Regions from separate parts of the Mus musculus genome. Here region 2 is linked to region 1. A link is a contact called in public Hi-C data. All regions are on one chromosome and are shown on one strand. The core of a region is the stretch at or near the end of the contact, and the rest is flanking DNA. Distances in the headings are between cores, read along the strand shown.

Region 1 (5,695 bases), core at 1,048-3,547:
TGGGTGTGGCCAGACCAAAAGCTGGCCATCCGTGAACAGTGAAGAACTCTGTGTAGGGTTGGCTTCTAAAAGCACCTGCAAAATTTCCATGCCCGTGGTTATGCTCCCTCACCCTGTGACACTGGGACTGGCTGCCGTGGTTGACAGAAAATATCCATTGTCCATTGAAGTGACGTGTTGGATCCAAGGGAGGCTGATGCGCATTACATCCGGTACAACAGTGAAGAAGCAGGTAATAGCAGAGAGCCCACGACAAGCTGGATAGTGAGCAGTCACACGTGCAGGAACACTCCTGGTCCTGACCTTTAAAAGCCACTGTTGTCTCAGGATTGGAACAATGGAACAGGTGCTCATGAATGTGGATAAATGAGCCTGCTGTAACAAGCACAGCTGAAGGTATACAAGCCCGAGAGAGAACTCTACATCACCAGCCCCCAGTATTCACTGTTTTCTATCCACAAGCGAGACTTTCCCCTTAGCACCTAATACCTGGAACATTCCAGTGCTCTAGGGAAAACTCTACACGCACCCATTATGAATGATTCCATTCTAAGTTGCACCCCATTTAAACCTGTTCCTGAACTTGGCCATTCAGGCTATTTTTTCAGGCATTAGAAGCTATAAAAAATTAGGAGCAGGGATCCTGAAAAGGCAATAGAGCTGGTGGGTGAGGCTCTGGAAGCACGCCACAACTTCTAAAGACCATCTCAGAACCACTTGTCTGTGGGTTACTAAACCACCCTGTGCCCCTGTTCCATAAAAGGCTCAATTGGTTTGGAGTTGTTGCTACGGAAACATTATACAAAGCCACTCATTTAAAACAAAATGCAAGCTCTTGATAAGTGGAGTGCACCTGGCTTGTAGGTAGCTAGTTCCCACAGTGACTGGCCATGTGCTCTAAGAAATGAGCTCTAGCCAAGCCTTTGAAGGTACTCCCACAGGCTCCACCCACACTCAGCTCAGCCCTTCTGTAGTTCAGTTGGTCCTTGGGATGCAGCCTCGAAGTGGAATCTCTAGGTCAGTGTCTTCGATACTGTTCTACTGCTACGAACAAACACCATGACCAAGGCAACTCCTACCTATGAAAGAAAAGCATCTAATTGAGGGCTTAATCAGAGTTTTTAAGCATTAGTTCATGATCATCATGGCAAGAAGCAGATAGGCATAGTGCTGGAGCAGTAGCCAAGAGCTATACAGCCTGATCTGAAGGCAACATGCAGAGAGAGAGAGAGAGAGAGAGAGAGAGAGAGAGAGAGAGAGAGGCTTTTGAACCCTTAAAGACCACCCCCCAGCAACATATGTCTTTCAACAAGGTCACACCTTCTAATTCTTCTACTCCTTCTCAAACAGTTCCACTCCTTGGTGACTAAGCCAGTCAATAGAATTATCTGGGGCCAGGACACCCTTAAACCACCACAGTTGGCCTAAAAATTGTATAGACTGTGTCTTTGAGCATCCCAGCAGCATGAAAGGAACAAGAGACTGCAACCCATCTTCATCAGCCAGAAGACAAACCCAGGAACACCCATGTTACCAGATGCCATTGTGAATATTCCTGTCCTTCCCAAATGGCCTCCTTCTGAGTGTGTGTCTAGGCATTAGCAGATGACCAGTTCATCACCTGAAAGCTCCAGATACCCAGAAGAGAAAGCCAGATAATCCCTCAGCTGCAAATCTCTGGAGAATGGCCCTCACCCAGGAGAAAGGTACCTGGCCCCCAGAGCACCCCACTTATCAAGGCTTATATTTTATTTTAAATCTATGGCAATATATTATGTCTTTACCGAGAACTCCAAACCGCACATGCCACAGCCTCCACAAAGCCAAAACTACACTCTGTGCCTGCCACTGACTGGTGATTCTATTTTTCCCTGCCTGGGCTAACAGAAGCATCCCAGAGGTATGGGGCCTGCTGACTCCTTTCACCTTCCACACCGAACAAAGCCCCAGGGCTGGAGGCACCCCTGAGTGCCTGCCAAGAAACGGAGCTTGGGATGTACAGACAGCCACAATAGCTATCTCCTTTTCCTACTCATTCTCCACTAGGCTCACTCATTAAATTGCCCTTACCAGCTAATCCTTCACTACCTGACAGCCTTGCGAACATGCAAAGATTCTCCCTTGTTTGTGGCTCCCCTCTTCCAGGGAAGGGGCACCTGCTCTTGACACTGCCCCACTCTTCTCAAAGGCTATCAACAATGAAAATTCCCCAAGCTCCCCCCCCCCCTCCAGGTCAGTATCTGCGGGCCGCCAACATGCCCTCTTATCTCAGTTACGGAAAGTCTTGCCTGCAGCCTGTCTCTGGTCTGGCTGATAACACAGCCTGTTGTTTTTAGAGGAAATAACTTAGCACTGAGAGCTTCCATGCACATGTCTCTGCCTGAATGTGTGGAGGCAGGGACAGTCCCAGCCCTCTACAAGATCATAGTTCCTACTAAGGAGGAAACATGCCCATCATGAGTCGTGACCAACAGTCCCTCTCTCTTCCCTCCAACCGTTTCTCACCCATCAGCAGTGGGGTCGGGCTCCCCACAGACACCTGAACAGACCTCAGGTGCACCCACAGTTGCAAACCTCCATACCCTGGTGCCCTTGCCCACTATCCTGCCACTTTGATGCATACTTCCTTCTTCCCCTCAGCCACTCCAGGCTAGGACATGAACTCTCTGGGACACCGTCTAGATATATTCAATAACTCAAAGCACTTTCAGACACACGGGGGTAACTAGTATTTGTCAAGTGATGTTGGGAAGACAGCTGTGTTTAAATTAAGGCGTCCTTGCTAATGCAGCTCAGCTAGGTAGATTTAAGACACGAAAAGAAAGTTCTCAAGTCTCCCTCCCACTCCGAACTCAGGACAAGAAGCCATGTACTGTGTTTTCACATGCATGCATATTCAGGCATTGCTAGGTATTGTTGGTATATTTTTTTAAAAAAATAAGATTGTCTGTGGGTGATGTGGATCATACACAGGAGTCATGGGGAGCAAGGGAGAGGTGTTCATCAACAAAATGCAGCTGGCCATTGCCAGAGCTAGAGACCTGTAACCATGGGAACAAACACTTTCGTATTGTTAAAGTTTGTAGGTGAGATGTCCTCATCTTATAGTCTTACATGTTTGAATGATTGATTCCTAGCTGGCGACCCCATTTGGGGAGTTATGGAACCTTTAAGGAGTGGCTGTGGAACTCTCTCTCTCTCTCTCTCTCTCTCTCTCTCTCTTTCTCTCTCTGTGTTTATGGGTTATAGCTCAGCTCTAGTTCCTGCCATAACTCTCTTTCCAGCTTCTACATCTATCTGACCTGCCTAGATGTGAGCAAGCATCCACTGCTATATCTGAAGCCATTCCCACCCACCGTGTCTTCACAATCATGCATATACCCAGGACTCCTTTGTGCCTGCCACACCATTCTCCCCTGGGAGGCGTCAAGGCACGCTGCTGGACGATGACTGTAGACAACAGCCAGCCCATCTTCAGATCTAGATGTGTAAGACGCAAAGCAAGCGAGTCTCATCAGGCTTGTCCTCAGAGGCCGCATGTAACACTTGGCCTACAGAGCAGCAATGTCAGGCTGGGTCGTACTTGTACTGACAATCACGTGTCATGGGGAAGAACTTTCACAATTCAGATGTCTCTTCTCAATATCCAGGAGAACTGCAAAGTTCTCTATCACAAGCCTGCTCTGAACTTCACAGGGAGAATGGTTCCCCTCTGAGGAAGCTGCTCCACCAGGCAGCCAGGAAGGCCACGCTACAAAGAGTCTAAGAAAACAGGGCGACACCCCCTGGCTTTGCTACTCAACCCACAGAAGAGTCTGGAAAACAGCACATGTCTCATCCCCTGTGAGATCCCTGAACATAATTCCAAAGGATGGAAAGAACAGCGTATTTTTCTCACCCATCAATGCAACCCACAGCACAGCCTTGTGGGAGAGTCTGGAAAAGCTAGCACATCTTCCTCAGACAGGAAAAACAGCCACTTACCTCAGGAAGCCGAGCCACTGTCTGCCCCTGGCTCACAGATACAACTGCCCGGCCCCACAGCTCTGGCTCACAGATCCAACAGGTGCCAGTTGCTCTTTGATGGCATTGCTAGCTCAGCAGAGTCAAACCTGAAAATGGAGAACACAGAGAAAGTACAAGTTAGTTTGGGCCTTTTTGAGATTCTGAAGACAGTGACAAAGAATCCACCTACTGTCCAGCCCACCAAAACCTTCAGACTGCGCAGGGAGTTCCAACAGCGCCACTGTCCCATATAGGGACAGAATCCCAACCAACTATAACTCCTGCTTGCAAGCAGTGAGAGTCAGACAACTGCCCGGAAAATGCAGGGTGATGGGGCACAGGGCGTAAGGGACACTTGGAAGAATGGAGGTAAAAGGGACCAAGTCATTCTGAGAGAAGGGTGTGGAAGGAAGGAGGTAAGAGCTGTTAACCACAACTACCCATCAGACGTCTCTTTTATAAAAGCAAAAGTCTTGAGGGAAGTGTTCCCAAAAGCCAGAAAAAGAATGCCAGCCTGAAAATTTCAGAGGATTATTGGGTAGTGAGCAACGGTGGAGAGTCAATGATCTCTTTTGGCCAGTCCTCAGCTCCGCACTGTCTTCATGACGTCACCAAGGTCATAGTCCTCAAATTGTGGATTTGAAGAGCATGCAAATTAATATAGCACAAGAAGAGCAGTAGAGAACAGGAAACGGCTTGCACTGTCCCACCAGGACCATCGCTGCAGAGGGGATTCCAATTTCCCTGTACTATCTGTGTGCAAAGTGGTTCTGCTGTTCCTCACAGGTAGAGTCCAGTTCTTCACCTTTCAATCCTGAGATTGACTTTGCAGTAGTGAAACAGCAGATGGAGCACAACGGCTCAAACTCAGACAACAGCAGGTATTGGGTGTAGCTTAGCAGCAGAGCACATATTTCTAGCATTCACTAGGTCTCAGTTCCACCTCTAGGATTACACACACCCCAAACAGTACTCATGGAACAAATCTACTTCCTCATCACTACAGAGACTGATACCACAGTCACTGGCTTTTACAGCCCTATGGAAGATGCAAACATCACACACAGAGAGAGGGCTAGCTCCCTGGCTAGCCTAGGTAAGCACCAGATCTGCTTGTGTGACAATCCTACAGGACAAGTCCCAGCTAAACTAAGTAGATCGGAAGTATGCAGCTGCCCAGAGTCACGAAGATGAGAACGGTGGCCTGGATCAGGCCCTGGGGTCTGAAATATGCATCTTGCAGGGAAGGACTGCCAACTAACAAACTCACCCTGGTACCTCTCCATAGCGGTCTATGGCAAATTAGGAAGGAAGCTGGCCTATGGATGATACTCGGTTGGCAAGAGGGGGAAGGAGTTCAAGAGTTGTTCAGGTGAAGAATTGGCAGAGATCAACAGAAGCCAGCTTTGTCCAAAGGCTTAGGTCTGGCTTGGAAACCACACATGGTGTTGACTATAAACTGTCTGTTAGGAGCTGCTGATGGGACAGGATGTTTACAGGGAAGATCCATGGAAGGGGCATAAACAGAAGGACTAAGATTCTCAGTACTGGGGTGTGGTACTGAGGTGGGGGTGGTAAAGATCCTTTCCTTCCAGCACTATCTGAAGTGAGCTGCAGGGGAGAGGGCACCGTTCCCAGCATTCTTTCCTCTCTGACTATCACCACCTCCACTGAAGAAGTCTCGCCTCTC
Region 2 (5,358 bases), core at 2,305-4,804, 250 kb after region 1:
CATTGGTAAACAACTGATATAATTCTATCTCTTAGCACATAGCATGTTTTGGACCCCACTTAGCTTCTCAGTTAGAATTGAAGAGGCAATTTGGTCAGAGCAGGCAAAATGTGAATTCCTGTGTTTGAGTACATTTACTTGCCATATACAACATGTTTAACAAGATATTGATTGAGTCCTATGGGTTTCCTTACCATGTTATTTGGATGGAGAGGCTCTATTTTTTATTTATCAAATCAGGAAAAGCATCTGTCTTAGTTTTGATTTTAATAGGATGATAGTAAACTAAGCTACAGCAATACTAGCAACAAAAGATATCCAGTAAAGACTTCTGAACAACATCTAGGCTAAAGAGATAATAAAAGTCTGAAAAATTGAGGAAGTCAAATTTAAATGAGCATGACATCAAGATCCCCCTCATCCATCACTCCAAACACAAAAAGGAATACACACACACACACACACACACACACACACACACACCTGATCTCTGTTCCACATCTCCTATCCACCATCTGCATCCAGCTACAGTCCTCTGCTGCTTCTGGTGAGTGATGTGGAATTGTCAAGGAGAAAGGAAAAAAGCCTGATAGATACTTCTGCTTAAGGTTTTTAAATTCTTGTCAGCATCAGAGAGAGAATTTAGAGACATGGCAACTAAGGAATTGGAGGGGGTTTTATTATAGAACAAGGTTGAATTCAGGCAGTCTCCAAACAAGTTATGCCCATTGGCATAAGTCAGTATATTTTATCATTAATGTTTATTAGTGGGAGGATAGTTTATGAACTAACTGAGAGGAGTGAGAAGAGAACATACAGCTTTTAGGTTGTGGTCTTGTCCTTCATTGTGTGAGAAAGCATGTAGATTTTTGTCATGATTTGATATGCAGATTCTCCACATTTGTTCTCTCTCTCTCTCTCTCTCTCTCTCTCTCTCTCTCTCTCTCTCTCTCTGTGTGTGTGTGTGTGTGTGTGTGTGTGTGTGTGTGTACGTTGTCCACTGTTGGATGGGGGAGGGAGACATGTCAAGGGCAAAGCAAGACACTGGATATCTGCTGTATTGCCTTGAGGCGGGGATCTCTTACTGATGTAGAAGCTCACCATTTTGGCTAGGCTGACTTTTCTGTAAACGCCCAGGATCCTTGCTAATGCTGGGGTTACAAGCATGTTCATGCTTAACCTATTATGTTAGTACCGTGGGTGGGTTTGAATTTAGGTTCTCACTCTTACAAGGCCAAGCACTCTTATCCACTGAGCCATTTCCCAGCCCTTCTCTATGGTTTTTAAGACACAAGAGACCTGAAGCTGTGAAGCTAAGGAGTCTATGTTTTTAAAGCCGAGTCTCTGATACTACAGGAATCTGCTCTGGGAAAGAGTCACCTAGTAAAGCTTGGCTCTTTCCTTATAACTCCCTCATGCCTGGCTCAGATGGTGCTCTTAGTTTGGGGGTGCAGACAGAGAAAAGGGAAACAGATTGTTAAAGGTCTGAAAGTCGAGAAGGTCAAAATGGAGGGTCATTTCCAGTTGTCTATCAGTAGATGAGTAAGGTTGACGAAGCTCTGTCTCATGTTGCCTATAATATGTCTATTGTTCTGAAGTTGGCACTGCTTAGCATGGGAGGCAGGCCATGTTGGCTCTTGCCACTGTAACCTTGGCACTACTAATTAAAGGATGCTGGTGGAAAGCCACCCTGGCATCCACAAATCCCAGGGAGGCAGCTGCATTAAAAGCTAACATTCAGTTTCTAGGGCTTTGGGGCAACCTGTGGTGGGAAGTAGGTGGTGTCCAGGAAACTTGGTCCTGGAAGAGTATGTGCAGCTCCTGGTTACAGGAGAGTTGAAGGGGAGGGGAAGGAGGCTTCTCTGATCACCTTCCGAATCCTGGAAGTACTGAACCTTTGGTGATAGTTGGGGAAGGTATTCCTTCCTTGCCTAACTCCTTTCCATACTTTGCTTGGCCTCTAAGGACATTTTTTTCCAGGATAGAAATAAAGTGGCCTTGAGAGGAGACATGTGGGTCCATTGTTTGAAGCCCACTTGAGATTTTGTTTTACAGTACGTAGAGACAAGGGAGGGAGATAGAGAACAAGAGATGGGGGGGGGGTGAGAACAGGATCATGAGTGTTCTCACCCTTGAGAGTTTGATAGCATGGCTGTGGGTTTGAACCCAAATTCCCACCCTCACCCTTGCAATATGCTGGACGCTTCCAGGGAGCAGCTGTCCCTCTCTTATCTTGTCTCTCCATGACTTGTATCAGCACTGGTAGTGTCCAGCTCAGAGTTGTGAGGAGAAATAAATGAGTTTTTTCCATCTAGAAAAAATGAAACATTAAATGATTAAAGTAAAAGTAAAATAAGAAAAAAAAAGTAAAATAAGATGCTAGTGTGTTACTCACTACCTGAGCACCAGATACTAAGGGCTTGTGAATGTCCAGTTTCATTTCTATGGCTTGCTACCATTATAATGGAGCCTATTGCCTATTGTCAAGGCTTTGGACCCTCTCCTTCAATGCTTTACTGAGTTGGAAGATACACGTGAGTTATTTTGTCTCTTTCACTGTATATATAAAATCATGCTCCAAGGCTCAAACTATATTAGATATACAATTACATATACGCTTAAATATACATATATGTATATACATATGTTTTATGTATATATATAAAACACATTAGTGCACACATATATTATCTGTTATCTATATGATAATATGTGCACATATATAAAATATTTGTGTATATACATATGCACATCTATGTCTACATTATATATATATATATATACATACATACATATATATACATATATATATATATATATATGATCTATGTGTAGTTTGGAATCCTAGGTGACCCCACAGCTTTCAGTTCTTAGTTTGGCTTTTTAGACCTTTCACTCTGTTCTTGTTTATGACCCAAGGACCTTACAAGGCTAAAGTGCTAATGTCCATCAGTCCTGGCTTCATGCCTCTCCCTAGCTCCTTGACACTCACTTCTTTGCCAACTGCTGCTGCTGCCCTGAGATCACAGTGTTGGAGGTAGAAATTCCTCCCAGTGCTGCCTGTGGTGACACCACATTGTGTGTCACTAGGCAGCTGAGTGATCTACTGGCTGAAATTCCATCTTTTTCCAGGATGAAGTTAATCCACGTTCATCCATGTGCTTCCTGGTGCTAAAGCCCTAGTAAGATCTTCTCGAGCCCCTGCCTCAGAGGATTCTGACTCACTTGGCATCTGGCCTCACGTCTCCTAGACACCCTCTAAGCCATGGGCCCCTACACAGGTTATTGGTGCTTTAAGTCTTATTCTACATCTGGTATAACTTTTATAATGCAACTTTTATTGTGAACTAGTAGTCAGGCCAGTCATGCTACCCCAATCTTACAGTTGAGGAACCAGCAGGCATCTCTGCTCTATATTATCATACAGCTAATCCTTGGGTCCTGGAAGTGCTGCCTGTCATCTGACTCAGAAGTCTTGTTCTATGTTCTGTCTCTTGATGTAGTGAGAGAGCTGAAGACACGTGGCACTTTTGGCTACAAGCCCAATGACTTTTAGTGTTGTGCCAGGCCCTGCTCTGAGCTGAAACCAGAAGTCACAAGCTCAAAGCCTGCATGTCGTAGGAAGCTGCCAGGGGCATTGATGTTGGGGGCCAGAGATAACTGTGTCAGTGAACTAGCTTTGAAATCTGCCAAGGGAGAGGATGGAGCCTAACCCTTTACAGGACATGTGTTTTACCTTAGAAGGACCTGTGGGAGGCTAAGGTTCAGTATTGCCAAATAGATTGAAAATGCCATGCACTGGGGACTTTAGGGAAAATTACTACTTGAGAGTACTAATACTCTGTGTGTGTGTGTGTGTGTGTGTGTGTGTGTGTGTGTGTGTGTGTGTGCATGTTAGCTATAAAAACACATATGTCAGGAAAATTATTCAGACAAGCTACCACTTCTGTACTTCTGCTGTAGACTATTTTATATCTTGATAAACTATTTTGTTAAAGTGATTGATAAACATAATTAGTCTATGTTTGTTTGGTGGGTATATTTTACAAAGCTACCTTAGCTACCCAGGTACATAATGGCCATCCAACCAGGGACACAATGACGAAGACAGCTTGACTTATGGTGGATAGGGGAAAGTAAATCAGGTGGGGGATGTTGGTTTAATAGTAGCACTGGTTTGGAAGGCCCTATGGTTGAAATACCTGAGAGTAAGCCTCGTGGCTGAGCAAGAGAAAGGCTCTGCTCTTCCAATCATTCCCAAGGTGGTATGAAGCACACACTTCAAAGGGACAACCTCAGGTATGAGTCTGCAAAATTCCCAGGGTAGGACATGGGACCAAAGTGACCCCATAAATGCTAGTCATGGGGCCAGCTCTATCTGTGAATCCCAAAGAAAGATAAAAACATGTGGACTTGTCTGTCCAAAAATTATCAATAGTTTTTACTTATTTATTAATTATGTGATATAAAATTATATATTTACATAATATGTATAACATATTATATCTGAAATAAATATTAATATTAATAATAATAATAATAAACACAGAGAAAGAAGAAGATACACTTAATGGAGAGCCCATCAGAACATCATGCTGAGTGAAGTGACTGTTCAGCCTAAACATCCTTGAAGTCTGATCTGGGAAGATATCATTAGCTAGTGGAGTCAGTAATTTCTGAGCAGTTACTATGTGTTTGACATGACCTAAAGTCATGCCTATTTTTTTCCTATTTATTTATTTATAAATTTCCCTGTTGTCTTCTCTATAGCCTCATGGAGCAGATATGTGTATGATTCCATTCAACAGGAAAGAAAAATGAGGCACTGAGATATCAGGTCACTTGTTCAAGAGGTTGCTGGAGAATGGCAGGCTCCCACTTAACCCAGGCAGTCTGACTCTGAAACCCACAGTCGGAGCTGTCTGATCATTTCTTTCTACCACATTATTTTAGATTGCATTAGTCTCCACTTGATCTGAAATTCTTCCTCCATCTGGCCTACATGGAGCACCCAGAACTCCCCAGAGCCAGGCACAGGGACCACACCTTAGCCATCACACTCCCAAAGCTAAGGAGGCTGAGGTTCCCACATCAAGACAGGTGGCCTGCCTGTGTTGAGAGGTCTGTGAAGGGAGTTCACTGGAGGACATTCCTGCCTGCCATCATTCTGTCACAAAGGCCCCGGTGACAGAAAGCACAGGGCTTTATTCTCTGATTTGGACTCTGCAAATCAGTCTGTTGATTTGCTCATATTACCCTGCCCTGCCTGACTCAGCATTTTCTGACCCCAGCTTTGTAACTGATCTTTTTCCCTGCCACATGGTGTCAAGAGAGCCAGGTACCCCAGGAGACCTGAGG

The links. A called contact is a pair of places that touch in the nucleus more often than the background predicts.
Region 2: a Hi-C map of liver shows a contact between it and region 1, with 4 times the contacts expected there. The contact joins two enhancer-like sites. A contact is called at or near these places in 1 of 15 datasets of contacts at CTCF or cohesin (the NIH/3T3 cell line), 2 of 484 Hi-C or Micro-C datasets (bone marrow-derived macrophages and liver) and 5 of 115 datasets of contacts at active chromatin or transcription factors (CD8 T cells, embryonic basal ganglia, extraembryonic endoderm stem cells and 2 more).

What each region holds. Positions count from the first base shown.
Region 1 is chr15:67,149,059-67,154,753 of GRCm38.p6, forward strand. It overlaps St3gal1 (ST3 beta-galactoside alpha-2,3-sialyltransferase 1), which reads right to left. Exons shown (of 9, transcript NM_009177.4): 2 at 3,985-4,112. Among named protein-coding and RNA genes, the nearest start is that of Gm31400, 18 kb to the right of the region's middle. Within about 2 kb of position 2,298, at least 59 of the 459 cell types and tissues checked have an H3K27ac peak or open chromatin away from gene starts, as enhancers often do. A contact at or near this core is called in liver and regulatory T cells, where this site is marked.
Region 2 is chr15:67,402,172-67,407,529 of GRCm38.p6, forward strand. No RefSeq gene overlaps it. Among named protein-coding and RNA genes, the nearest start is that of 1700012I11Rik, 180 kb to the left of the region's middle. Within about 2 kb of position 3,555, at least 34 of the 459 cell types and tissues checked have an H3K27ac peak or open chromatin away from gene starts, as enhancers often do. A contact at or near this core is called in liver and regulatory T cells, where this site is marked.